2 separate regions of the Mus musculus genome follow, and region 1 is linked to region 2. A link is a contact called in public HiChIP or PLAC-seq data. All regions are on one chromosome and are shown on one strand. Each heading gives the region's core, a stretch centred on a gene start, on an enhancer-like site or on the middle of the called end of the contact. The rest is flanking DNA. Distances are from core to core; before and after follow the strand shown. Region 1 overlaps Cdc5l (cell division cycle 5-like (S. pombe)). Region 2 has its middle 140 kb from the start of Runx2os3.

What was found. HiChIP or PLAC-seq counts read pairs in DNA pulled down with a chosen protein or histone mark.
Region 1: an H3K27ac HiChIP or PLAC-seq map of SST interneurons shows a contact between it and region 2, with 12 times the contacts expected there. The contact joins two enhancer-like sites. A contact is called at or near these places in 2 of 484 Hi-C or Micro-C datasets (bone marrow-derived macrophages and nephron progenitors) and 4 of 115 datasets of contacts at active chromatin or transcription factors (SST interneurons, T-cell acute lymphoblastic leukemia, embryonic basal ganglia and 1 more).

Annotation. Positions count from the first base shown.
Region 1 is chr17:45,387,365-45,393,941 of GRCm38.p6, forward strand. Cdc5l (cell division cycle 5-like (S. pombe)) reads right to left here. Exons shown (of 16, transcript NM_152810.2): 15 at 5,629-5,841; 16 at 4,523-4,940. The coding sequence ends at 4,836. Among named protein-coding and RNA genes, the nearest start is that of Cdc5l, 43 kb to the right of the region's middle. Within about 2 kb of position 2,822, at least 7 of the 459 cell types and tissues checked have an H3K27ac peak or open chromatin away from gene starts, as enhancers often do. A contact at or near this core is called in SST interneurons, where this site is marked.
Region 2 is chr17:44,415,731-44,422,312 of GRCm38.p6, forward strand. No RefSeq gene overlaps it. Among named protein-coding and RNA genes, the nearest start is that of Runx2os3, 140 kb to the right of the region's middle. Within about 2 kb of position 4,096, at least 37 of the 459 cell types and tissues checked have an H3K27ac peak or open chromatin away from gene starts, as enhancers often do. A contact at or near this core is called in SST interneurons, where this site is marked.

The DNA.
Region 1 (6,577 bases), core at 1,572-4,071, 970 kb after region 2:
AAAGGAGTGGCCAGCTCCTGCAGTTCCTGAGACAGCTGTGGGCTGAGATGCGGTGATACTGCCACTTTGACAGGAGCCGCCATTTTGGTCAGCTCCTGTGGGACATTTGACTGAAGCGGCCACGGGCTTGGGAGAGAAGGAGGTGCCTGGTGCCGCTCTTGGCAGTTTTTGTGACACAGTGGCTTTTGTGGTGCGCTACTAGGGGACTGCACAAATGCTAATCATAAAATAACCGAAGATTTCAGAAAAAAAAGAATATCAGCAGCTAAATATATAATGGTTGGGAGATAATTCCTCAAGACATAATACTCCTTGCTGGATATATAGATTTTGAAGCCTTAAGGCATCTGAGAAACAAATACACACACAATAATGTAAAAACAAGAAAAAGGTCTTGAAGAAATAAAGGGCCCCAGAACACTTCTTAAAGATTATAGGTCCCAAACTCTCAATACATTCTAAAGCAAAAATTACACAAGTCATACTTTCTTTACAGAATGCAAAGTCACACAAATAACAACATAACATTTTTAAAGCTAGCAACATAGAACTATTTAAATAGTATTAATTGTTGAACCACATTTTGAAACTGTGATATAGTATTTATGAAACAAGGCTACGGCACACACGCAAATGGCCGGAATAGTCACACCATTCAGAGAAAACCAACGCCTTCAACACTGCATTTCATTCAAACAAACTGAATCCCTTACTCTGAATGTTGGGGGTTGGGGGGAATAACATTAAATGAGAGAAACATTTTAAAACAAAGCCACAATAAACCAAAACACAAGTTTTCTGAAGAAAACAGGCCCATCGGATACCAGACACATGACGCAGAGCCGAGTAAACCTCTTCCAAGGAGCAACACTGACTGAAGAGATTTCTGTTAGCAACTGTGTACATTTCCAGAAGCAAAGAACTTTTCAGAGAGAGAGAGAGAGAGAGAGAGAGAGTGAGTGTGTGTGTGTGTGAATAACAGAAGGACTTCTACACAAGGCTCTGAACTAGATCTCACAGGCAGTCTTTCTGCTGCTCCAGGGACAAATCAGATCCCTGCTTTACACAGCTGGCTCACACTCAGCTCAGCTACCAAAAGCCCACAAGCTATCGGTGGTCAAACAGGCCTAAGACCTAGTGTGCTCTTGTACAGATGCAAAGCTCTCAAATAACAGAAGAAAGGCATTCTCTAAACCACCAACAGGGCAACTGCACCTTGGGAGAAAAGCATCCTAGGAAGGTAGTCCCAAGCCACATGCCTGCCATCTGGACATTGTGGATTGCCTTGATAGGCACTAACCCACTGTGACTCCTAATGCTTTGAAGAGACTCTTATGCATGCTGGTACACTGGCTCACACACATTTAATTTCTGCCCCAGATACCAGGTTTCTAAGAAACTCTACCACTTGACACATGCCTGCATTGGATGTCAGAAGCCTCCATCTTGCCAGGATACTGAGGAAGGATGACGGCAGACCTACTGACCAGCGAAAGTGGTTCTGCATGCTGGTGTTGAAGCTGCAAGTCTTGGCGATTCTTTTAGGCTGTGAGTGCATCTGCCTACATTGTAATGACAATGAGTCTTTATTAAACAACTATTTAGCCCGTATACTTTAAAGTCTACATAAAACACAAATGAACTATGAATGTTTTAAATGAATGTAACTGGTTCCAAGAGAGATGGTTTCAAACAGCCTTAGGAAAGACTCCAACAGACTCCTAACTCAACCTCCTATAAAACTCAGAAACGATGAAGACTACCTTTCTAGAGGTCTATGTCAAAAAGCCAACTTAAAAAACAGTAATAGAGGGCTGGTGAGATGGCTCAGTGGGTAAGAGCACCCGACTGTTCTTCCAAAGGTCCAGAGTTCAAATCCCAGCAACCACATGGTGGCTCACAACCATCTGTAACGAAATCTGACGCCCTCTTCTGGTGTGTCTGAAGACAGCTACAGTGTACTTACATGTAATAAATAAATAAATCTTTAAAAAAAAAAAAAACAGTAATAGAACAAGACTGTCTGTTATCATTTAACAGAGTTCTAGACATCTGAACCAACCTGCAACAAAATTTAAAAATCATCACTATACAAAGATATCAAATATTTCCTTAAAAGCCCATAAGAACTTACCAGAAATGGGAAAGCTAAATGACTAGATAACAGAAAAATAGAGGCTTACTTATGGTCCATTCCTGCGCTAACCATTAAGGCCCCAATGGGTCTGCATCCATGTCCTCACCCAGGCAGCTTGTAACTTTAATTTTTTCCATTCCTATTTTTAATGATGGTTATTAAACACTTTAACCTTCCTTGTAACCCATCACCCACCAGAGGTAGTGGAAAAGAAAGGATACAAGGGAAATGGGACCTGTTTAGAAAGGTTCTTTGGAGCCAACTCCTGTGTTGTCTGGAAATTGGCAGTTCAGTTCACAGGTTAGCAGGCAGCGGCAGCTCGTTCCACTCACAAACACTTCACAGATACACCAGCAGTCCAGTTCAGTAGAGTTGGGTTAGCAACAGTAAGTGACACAACCTGGCAGAGACAGCCAGGCCCCAGCCTCAGCTCAAGTCAGCAGGAGGGACCAACAGAAATACCAGGAGTTCTTGGCTGTGCATTTCTCATCAGGGAAGACGTGAGGCCCACAATCATTGCACAGCTAGCTGTACCAGCAAGCCAAGCTCTGTCTCTATCACTCCGTGGAGTCCTATTTATACCCTCCAAACATCACATCCTTCATGTGCCTTGCCTCAGCATGTGAGTGCAATCAGCCCTAGTCCTTGGAAGCGGCAACCAACTGCAGCACACCACAAGGTTTTTGGAGTGTTGCTCTCTATGGAGTCCTGAGACATGCAGCTCAACCACGCAATATAAGCCGAGCCAATACACAGTGTCCTTAGCAAAGAGTCCTTCATCACCTGTCCTTGCTTTAGCAAAGCATCCTCCCCTGTGTCTGCTACAGCGAAACGTTCCTTCCTGAGTCTGCCTTAGACTTTCACACCTGTGCCCACTTTAACGAAACGTTCCTTCATGTGTTTGCCCCAGCAAAACACTATCCAACCGACTTTCCAAAGGACCCTCAAGTTTCCACTACTGCATCAAGGCTCCTAGAGGAACTGGCTTCCTGTCCTCCACCCAGGCAAGACATTCCACAGTATGGCCACAGCAATGAACCTACTCCCATGGCTGACCTGTCACTCCTCTTCTTAAGAGTATTCTCATGACTTCCACAATTTAAAATAAAAGCCCAATTCCCTCCCATGTGGGTCCATATGGTCAGGCCTGTGCTAACGCCACTCCTGACACCGAAGCCACACTGTCCTCTGCTTGCTCCTCCAAACATACAGTAGCAGCATGGGGCTGGCAATCCATCCTGGTGGGATGGCCTTTCCTGGATCTGACTAGGCCCTGGCTTTCTAAAATAGCAACCAAGTGCTACCTGGTGCTACACCTCTTCAGAGTGATCTTTTTAGCCACACTGATGTTGCCCTCTTTAATAGAATCTAAAATTCATGACACTTCTTTCCCTGTGCACGTCTAGTATGCCCTAACGAATGTCAACAGCAAGAGCTCTGCTGTAACTATCACGCATCTCCGACACTTGATACATATTTGGATTTTCACCAGACGTCATACAGCAACTCATACCTGTAATCCCAGCACTCAGGAGGTGAGGCGGGAGGATCACTTCACATTCCAAGCCAGACTCAGGACTGTATGTTCTAAACCAGCCTGGAATTCAGAGCTAGGCCTTGTCACAAAAAAGCAAAAAGGTATCTGTCATCCTCAAGAGAGTTATGCTCAAGAAAACAGAAATAGAGCCTATTTTATCCATTGTTCTAGCTCCAAGCTTCTGGCACAGGATACTCATTTGACAAATACCTGGTGAATGAATGAATGAATGAATGAATGAATGCTTCCTCCTTCCTTTAGTCCCTAGTAGGCTATAGTCAGGCAAACATTTCTGCTAGGTCCAACCCACTGTTGGCCGACACTGTTGTGTTCATTTTGTTGTCACTGTCGCTGAAGCCTCAGCTTCCCAAGTGCTGTGGTCACAAGCCTGGACCACCACACTCTGCTACTAAGTCACCTTACTATAGGTCATCCTCCAATTTCCAAACATATCCAAGTATATTAAGCTAAATGCAAAGCTTTACACAAAGTTTGATGTCCTTATTAAATGAATCTTTAAATGTCTATTTTTCAAAATTCATGTAAAATATTAAAAGTAAAAAAAAAAAAAAGCAAATCTTTTGAGTTATAATCTACAAGTTTTCGTGCCAGTAGCCAGAAGAAACTTCTCTAAGGAGATACTGGGGGAATAATGTTAGGTGTTAGCAAGTCTATCCATCTTGCCAGTGTAGAGAAATGAGCACCAAGGACTGCCTCCTAAGGACTTACACTGAGTCAGGCATCACCTCATTCCAGAGTGCTCATTAAGTGTGGCACGCAGCAAGCACGGTGGCAGGTTTGTGGGCACCCTAAGTATCTAATTACTTCAAACAAAAGGCTACACTCAATTTTTCACATGTTCTTTTTATTCAAGGGTTTACTCACAGGCAGTATTTAAAGTCAGGCTTTTTAAATTAAAGGCCTAAACTACGAAATTTTGTAAATATGACACTGGCAAAGAATGAGCATCTGGATAATTTAAACCCTCATTATCCTGGAGTCCAAGTCTGTAACACGGAACGCAAAGATCAGTATCATTCAAAACAAACAACTGAGAAACCACGGTGCTGGGTAACTTGTCAATGAAGAGGAAGCTCAGTTCAGCCTTGCTGAGTAGGAAACCAGCAACTCGATCTCCTGTGGCAGAGCATCCACTGTGCTTCAGAACTTTGCCTGTAAAGTCTCTTTCTCCATCAGCAAATCCGCGTATCTCTGCTGAAGCTCTTTCTCTCGTTCCTGTTGCCGCTGCACATCTTCTTTTAGACACTGAAGAGAGAAAAATATTCCAGTTACTTCAAACTTAAGTCCACTTACGGCAGCCTACCTTACAAAGAGCTGTGTAAGTTCTCAGGCTTTCACAGTTCTCAGGAACACCGATACATTTTACAGAGAAACCACCAACCAATGTCTTTGCTAAAACACTAATACCACAACCATTCTTTGCTCTGGTCCTGTGATCAGCACCCTGTAAAGCCTCTGCTGCTCTCAATAAACAAACCTCTGCAATCTTATCAATACCCACAACACATTGCAAAAAGCCCTGACTGCCCTGAGGCTGGGCAGGGGCTAGAGTGCACACTAAGAAGATAAATCTAAACCCAATTTAGCAAAGGAGCTGGTGTTCTGTGATGTGCAGCATCTTCAATCACAAAACTAAAAGATGCTGGTTCCCAGAGCCACATAAATGGCAAGCCACTAAGTTTCAAGGAAACTAGCCACAAAATTGACTTATATTCTCTTACACAGTCCATCCTTTAATACAAAAGACACTGAGAAGAGTCTTCAGAGCAGCAATCGTTGGCTTGATAGCCATCTAAGCATAGCCAGGTCTAGATCAGAAAGTCAGAAACCCACTTCAATACTGACTTCAGAGATAACTGCCAGGAGGAGGAGAAAGAAAGGACTGGGTGACTCTTCACAGTCCTCTGAGCCATCAGGCAACACATGCTGTTACCTCTAGCCTACGGGGAATAGCAGAGTCTTCATGTTTCTTGAGTTCTTCAAAAGTGCGTAGCTCCAAGTGAGCCTGCTCAATCTGGTCCCATAAGTCATTCAACTGCTTCATGAGCCCCATAGCACGAGACTGGTAACCACCAAGCAAAATCTTCATCTTCTTTTCCATCTTTGCAGCTCTCTTGGCTTCTGTTGTCATGTGACCCCTGTTTATCTGGGGAATTGGGGAAGGAGTGGAGAATCACATGAATATACATGAGAAAAACAGATTATTATATAACAGGGCTAAACTAAGTACCTAAAGCAAAATACACCAGGTTCCTCTCACCTTCACTGATCCCATATGTAACACAAAATTGGCCTCAACATGGAATTACCTTATACCCAACTATTCCATAACTTCGCCCAAAATTCAATCCCAAAGCAGGCTTGAGTTTCAGAGCATGGGAAAACTGCTCTCTACCTTGTGCAAATGGTTTCTGTGATCATTCATCGGTCATTCTAGACTGCCACCTAGTCATCTTCTTTTACGTAATAAAATTCACTTCGGTATCACACACGTGTTCCCCCTCTTATACCGAACGATATTCCACTCAAGTACAGCAGGCCACTTGAAAAATGGTATTGTACCCAACCACCGCCAGCTTGCTTTACTGGAGGTCAAAGTCAAGTAAGCTACCAGGGGTGGGGAAGAATACTGCATGTGCATGTCTTGGAATATGGGATGGAGCTAAAGTTACTTTAGATAAAGCTCCTTCAAACCCATCATTCTTTCAACATTTATACAGGTTAAGGTTTTATGCTTCTGCAATTGACTTAAACCCAAGTATAATGCTACTGTTCCTTATTTTTCTCTCATGGGTAGTAAATCAGTAAGTTCCCAGCATAATACAGCTGCCAAGAGAACCAACAACTACTGGTCAGGCAGGCAGGCAGGCAGGCAGGCAGGC
Region 2 (6,582 bases), core at 2,846-5,345:
AGTCGGTGAGCAGATCTGTGTACTTTCCTTCAATATTGTTTTACAATTTACTGGAAAAGAGCTAGAAATCTCAGGGCTAGTTCAACAAAGTAAACTTAGAATTCTCATTACAGTCATGTATGGCAGACTACACTACATATTAGAATAAAGTTGGTGTGTTCCTCTGATAAATGGAAGTTCCCTACAGATACATAAAATAACACCTAAGTCACTCCCATAAACAGGAGTTTACAATGGCCTATGAAGAAGGTGGGTTGTGGTCATGAAAGGAACTAGAGTAAATACTTAGAATAACAGCTGAGTCACTCCCATATACAGGAATTTACAGTGGCCTAGGGAAAAGGTAGATTAACTATGGCAAGGGCATAAAGCCCTTGCCCCTGGCTTCTAAGATTAGGCTGACCTTAGGTAGGGCTGCTTTTGATCCCAGTTGTAAACACTGATTTTTATCCCAGTTATAAACACTGCCTGGTTCCTGTCAGCTTTTGTGTATGCATTTCTGTTTTGTGTAAAGAGTCATTTTGCATCGGGTAACCTCAATGTACCTTGGATAACCTTAATGTATCACTTAACTTCCTTATTTTCATCTGTAATATAAGTCTGATGCTCATTTTGAGAAATTACATTCAGATATAGCACTCTCTCTGTGTCAGTGTCTGTTTGTCATTTTTCCACCAACTCCTTGTGCACCTGAATACCGGGACCCTGATTCTCCTGCAGGTTGAAGAGCTGACTGAGTCCAGTCTGAGACAGAAATGGACCTGAGATCAGATCCTCAACCTGTGAGCCCCATTTCAGCCCCTCCCAACAGTGGGACTGTGGGGTCACAGTGTGTGTGTGTGTGTGTGTGTGTGTGTGTGTGTGTGTGTGTTTAACACTTGCCAATTGCCAGACTATGTTTCAAAGAAGTTGTTTAGGGGACTGTTTATTGCTTTTCTCATTGTTATGATCCCAAACCTGTCAAGAAACAACAAGAAGGTATACCCTTGGGGTGGGCTTTGAGATTTCAAAACCTATGGCACAACCAGTCAATTTTTCTTTCTGCCTCTCTCTTGATTTTTTTTGATAAGATATAAGCTCTTAGTGACCTCTCCAGTGCCTTGCCTGCCTGCCTGCTGCCACGTTTTCTAGCCATGATATTCATGGACTAATTGTCTGAAACTGTAAGCTCCCAGTCAAATGCTTTCTCCCGTAATTGCCTCAGTCATGGTATCTCTTCACAGTAATAGAAATCCAAGTAAGACAGTGATCCTTTTTAAAAATGGGAACAATTAGAGATAGTTGAGGGGAGATGGTTAAAGCACTTGCCACTAAGCCTGGGACCTGAGTTTGGTCCTTAGAATTCACACATGGAAAGGAGAGAAACAACTTCAGAAAGTTGTCTTCTGACCTCTATTCGTCTGTCATGTTTCTCATGTGTGCGCATGCACAGAGAGAGACAGAGATACAGAGAAAGACAGAGAAAGAGAGACAGAGAGAGAGACAAATCCCATAATTAGGGGTTAAGAACATAGCTTCATTGGTAGAGTGCTAGCCCCAGATGTGATGCCTACCACCAAGTAAAAACACTTACAGTGACACACCTTTAACCCCAGCACTTGAAAGTTTAGGCAAAAAGATCCAAAGTTTAGGGTCACTCTCAGCTATGTAGTAAGTTCAAGGACAACCTGAGCTATATGATAATCTTTCAAAATAAAAAGTGTTGGGGAGGTGAGTGGCTTAGTCAGCAGTATATTTAGTAGACTCAAAAACATGATGGCCTGAGTTCAAGCCTTAGAACAAATATTAAAAAGCTGAGCATGTCAGCACATAGTTATAATCCCAATGCTCAAAATCTGGAAACATCTGGACCCCTCCTGGATATGGTATCATTGGGCAGCCAGCCTATCCTGATGTCTAGCTCTAGGGTAATACTAGTCCCTGTCTCAAAAGTTAGATGGACAGTTTTCCCAAAGAAAGACATTCGACGTTGTTCTTTGGCTTCCACATCAACAAGCACGATGGTGGATGCAGACCTGTACATGTGTGTGTAATCATAGGAGCATGAACACACCCCTCCACATATAAACATAAAGCAAACTTAGAAGTGAGCAGCTTTTCCTACTATTTGAAGAAGCTGGGTCAGCTGGCGTATCTTTATTTGCTTACAACTTAGAACCAACTAGAGAGAGATAAACAATGTGAGACAAGCAAATCAAGAAAAGCCATCAATTCCTCCTGCTGTATTGCCACAGAATATTAATTAGATATTTGATGTTTTTAAAATTTATACCTAACCTCCAGGACCTTCCAATCTTCCTTGAAAAGATCTGTGAAGACTCAGAAGCAAACCAATGCCTCTAAATCATTTTCTAGAATGATGCTAGGGGCTTAGAGAGATGATTCCACCATTGAGAGTGCCCACCCATTTGGAAGAGTGCTCACAACTGCCCATAACTCTAGCTTTGGGGGACCTGATGCAATCTGCTGGTTTCTGCACACATGAGACATGTGCCCATGCTCACCTGCTAACACATGTGCGTGCTGGTGTGTACACAGACACATTTTTAAAAAGAGCCATGTCATAAACTTTTGCTAAAAGCATTAAAATTCCAGTTCTTTTAAGATGAATTTGGAACATTTAAGATCAACATACCATATTATTTTGGTCAATTTAATTTCTCAGAGAGTAGGCAAAGTAGTCAAACCACTGATTTAGGAATGGTGTGGATGTCTCCAAAACAGTAGAGCAATCGAACTGATAATTTAATGTCACATAGATACCCGAAAGGGAAGTAAAGAAAATTGTCCCGTTTGCAATAATTATATGAACATAGGTTTATTAGAAAGTCCACCAGGGGAAAAACACACCAGCCTTTGTCAACTTTCTCCTCCACTGAATTTGAAGGCTGACCGAGAACCTTGGGTGAGTAGAGAAATAACTATTAAAAATTGGATTCCTGTCTACACAATGCTGAAACATCTAGTAAGCCTGTTTTTTTTTTTTAAATGTCAACCCAGATGTTTGGCACCACATAGACAAAACACCCAGATGACTGGCTGAATTTGTGAAGACATGCTGACATGCACCAGATGTTCTAGCTTCTTAGGACTGCAGAGCTCAGAGGTCCCTGGGGACAGCAGGAGAGAGCAGATGTCCCCAAAGAACCTTTACCACCTGCACATCATCCGTGGAAACTTCAGTGGGTGTGCAACACAGTAGGGTTTAAATTAAAAACGCTGACGACCGTGGTAGGAAAATGTAGCAAAAAGTACAGGGAAGACATAATGTGATATTTATTTGAAAGTCGTGTTTGGGGAAGTGGCTGACTCACATCTATCTAGAGGTCTGTGGCTGTGTTTCCAGCCATTGCCCCGGAAGACTTTCTCCTTCAATCTGACCTCTGAGCTACCCCTTTGGAACGTGGGGTGCTGTGGGTTTTTTAAACAGGCGACAGTCAATGCTGAAATCTAGAATTCGCTCTTAGTCCAACGCTTCCCCTTTTATTGTTCCAGTCTGTATCCTTTGCTTACTGCTTTCCCAGGCTTGGGGATGTGACTCAATGCTTGCTTTATGGGCAGGAAGATCCAAGCTCGTTCTCAAAGACTATGTAAGAAAAAAAAAAACAAGACAGATATGGGAAGACAGATACAGGAGGATCTCTGGGGTTCATTCAGTGGCCACTCAGCCTAAGTCTATTTTGGAACTTCAGGCTTGGAGCGAGACCTTGTTTCCAAAAAGGTAGAAGAAACTTGAAGAATGGCATGTCCTCTGACTGCTACAAGAGTACATGTATCTGCATACACATGTGTATGCAAATATGCACATGTGTCATGCACGTGTACACACACGCACGCACGCATGTGCACATAGACACATGCAGCATGTCCAGGTCTTCCTACCATCGCCCTCTGGCAGCAAAGGCCGTGAGTGCCAGGGAAGGGACAGCCAGGGCAGGGATATTGCCAACAGGCCAGGAATCCAGCCCCCTGAGGCTGACATTCAGCAAATCTCAGGGCAGCACTTAGAAGAATGTTAAGAGCCACAGAACCCAAAGTCCCCTCCAGCCAATTTGTCTAAAATGGTGGCTTCTCCGGAAGCTGGGGGCAGAGTCTAGGGTAGCATCTCGTGATCACTGAATGCTTGCTGCGTTTAGCAAACAGCTGTGGCTCCCGTCAGAAAGTCCTGATGTGTGCTTCATCTGTTATATAATGCAGTCTTTCAGAGAGCGATTTGTTTAGTTTCTTATTTGAAAAGTCATTAAAATATTTCCTTCGTGTCAGGATTTTCTGAGGCCTTCCTGGGGGACAGTTTCCTCTGCTGCTTTCTAAACCTGAAGGACGTTCTTGCCTCCCTCCAGGAAAGATTTCAAAACAGTGTCCCTGCCCCTGTGGTTGCTGAGGAGTCTTTTCTTTTTTGCTTTTAATTATGTTATTTATTTACATCTCAAATGTTGCCTCTCCCTGCTTTCCCATCCCATTTCCCCACCCCTTCTCCCTCTGATAGAGTGCCGCCATTCCCCACCGCTGGGCTGTCAAGTCTCTACAGGACCAAGCTCATCTTCCCTCACTGTGGCCAGGCAGTCTACTGCATATATGCCATGTGGTGGGCGCAGGGGGGAAGAGTGGGGCGTCGGAACAGCCTGTGTATGCTTTTGGTTGGTGGGTGGCTTAGAATCAGGGAAAAACAAAAATCACAGAATAGCCAAAATAATTCTGAGGAAGGATTTCTTAGCACAAGTTGCTCCCAGGGACACAGTGAATTTCACTGACTGAAGAGGAGCCGGAAAGATATTGAAGGGCTTTTCTCCATCTCCCTCATGACGTCATCCCAAGGTGTCCCTGGTGGAAGCAGAGGGTTATGCCAGCTTGAAAACAGAATTATCAGCCACACTCACACCCCAAACCCCAAGGCACAGTGATGATTCCCAATTAAACCCATTCCAAAGGCTGACAGAGATGGATTGGACAGTTAAAACATACAAAAAATAAAGAGTATTATTTTCCTCCCTTTGGGGGAAAAAAAAGTCCCTTCTCTCGTTTCTAACCCTTCCTCCATCTCTTAGAGATTGGCTTTATTTTAAAACTGTATTCTGCCCAGGCATTCAAAACTGCTGAGTGCCTCAAGCAAAGAAGTAGAATAAGCATGTTTCTTACTGTTTCTTGGCAAAGCAACGGCCCAAGACCTGCTTCCAATTAGAGATCATGTGGCTTCAGTTTAGTATTATCATGAAAATGAAATTACCACTTTAGAAAAGTCAAGTTATTTTGGAAGTGAAAACTGCAGGTCAGAGCCCACCAAAATTCAGAAAAAAAAAGTTTTGTATTTTGTTTTATTTTGTTTTGTTTGTTTGTTTTTATTTTTGTTTTTCTTAATAAATGTCTTGTCGAAAGATCAACGTGGCATGGTTGATAAATATCCCAAGATCATGACCTGGCCTCCTCCATCCATGTTAAAGATCAAGTTCACTGTTCTTCAAGGCAAGGCATCCTTCTACAGGCAGATTGGAGCTTACCTACCTGGCTTGTAAAAACAGTGGTAGCTTCCCAGACCCCTGACATACTTGGACTCTGGTCTCCATCTCTTACCGGGATGCTCATGGTCTACCTTGGCTAGCTCATTCTTTTCCAGGGTTGGCATCTTCCTTTCTCCATTCCCCAAATTCTTAGAATTGGAAGCGGCTTGATCACATAATTGGAAGGAGAAGACCTGTTAACTACTCTCTGGCAGGCAAGTTTTGAAGATGAGGCCTATGTGCACATTAGCAGTCTTCTCAAACTCTCTTCTTGTAGCGCACACGTGAGCATACACACACACACACACACACACACACACACACACACACACATACACACACACACACATACACACACACACACACACACACATACACACACACATACACACACACACACACACACACACACATACACACATACACATACACACACACACATACACACACACACACGCATACACACACATACACACACACATACACACACACACACATACACACACACATACACACACATACACACACACACATACACACACACACATACACACACACATACACACACACACACATACACACACACACATACACACACACACACACACACACACACACACACACACAGAGTGCCTTTCCTAAGTGTGTGCTTGAAATACGAATGTTAATCAGGCCTGGCCAACCCTATATGTCAGCTCAGACCTGGGAGCAGCAGAAGGAAGATTTAAATTCTGCATTGCAGCTTGGAATCTGGAGGTAAATGGTTTTCCTTGAATCTCTGTTCACTTGTCAGTAAAGCTGGGGAGATAGAAATAGCTACCTTGTTGCTTTGCTGAGGATCAAATAAGGAGATCCATGTACTCAGTTAGTAAGCACAAAATAAACTACTGTTGTTTTAGAGTTGTTATTGTTTCTCGGAATGTGTTCAATAGCAGCCGAATACAGTGTTTCCTTTACTGAGCACTCCATGGTGTGTCATGTGAAAACATGGGTTTGTTTAGAGGAAATGGCTGGTGTCAGCTTTCTGGATTCTTCTCTGTTATTATGAAATTCCAGGAACTGGAATAAAATTGCAAGGGAGTGGGAG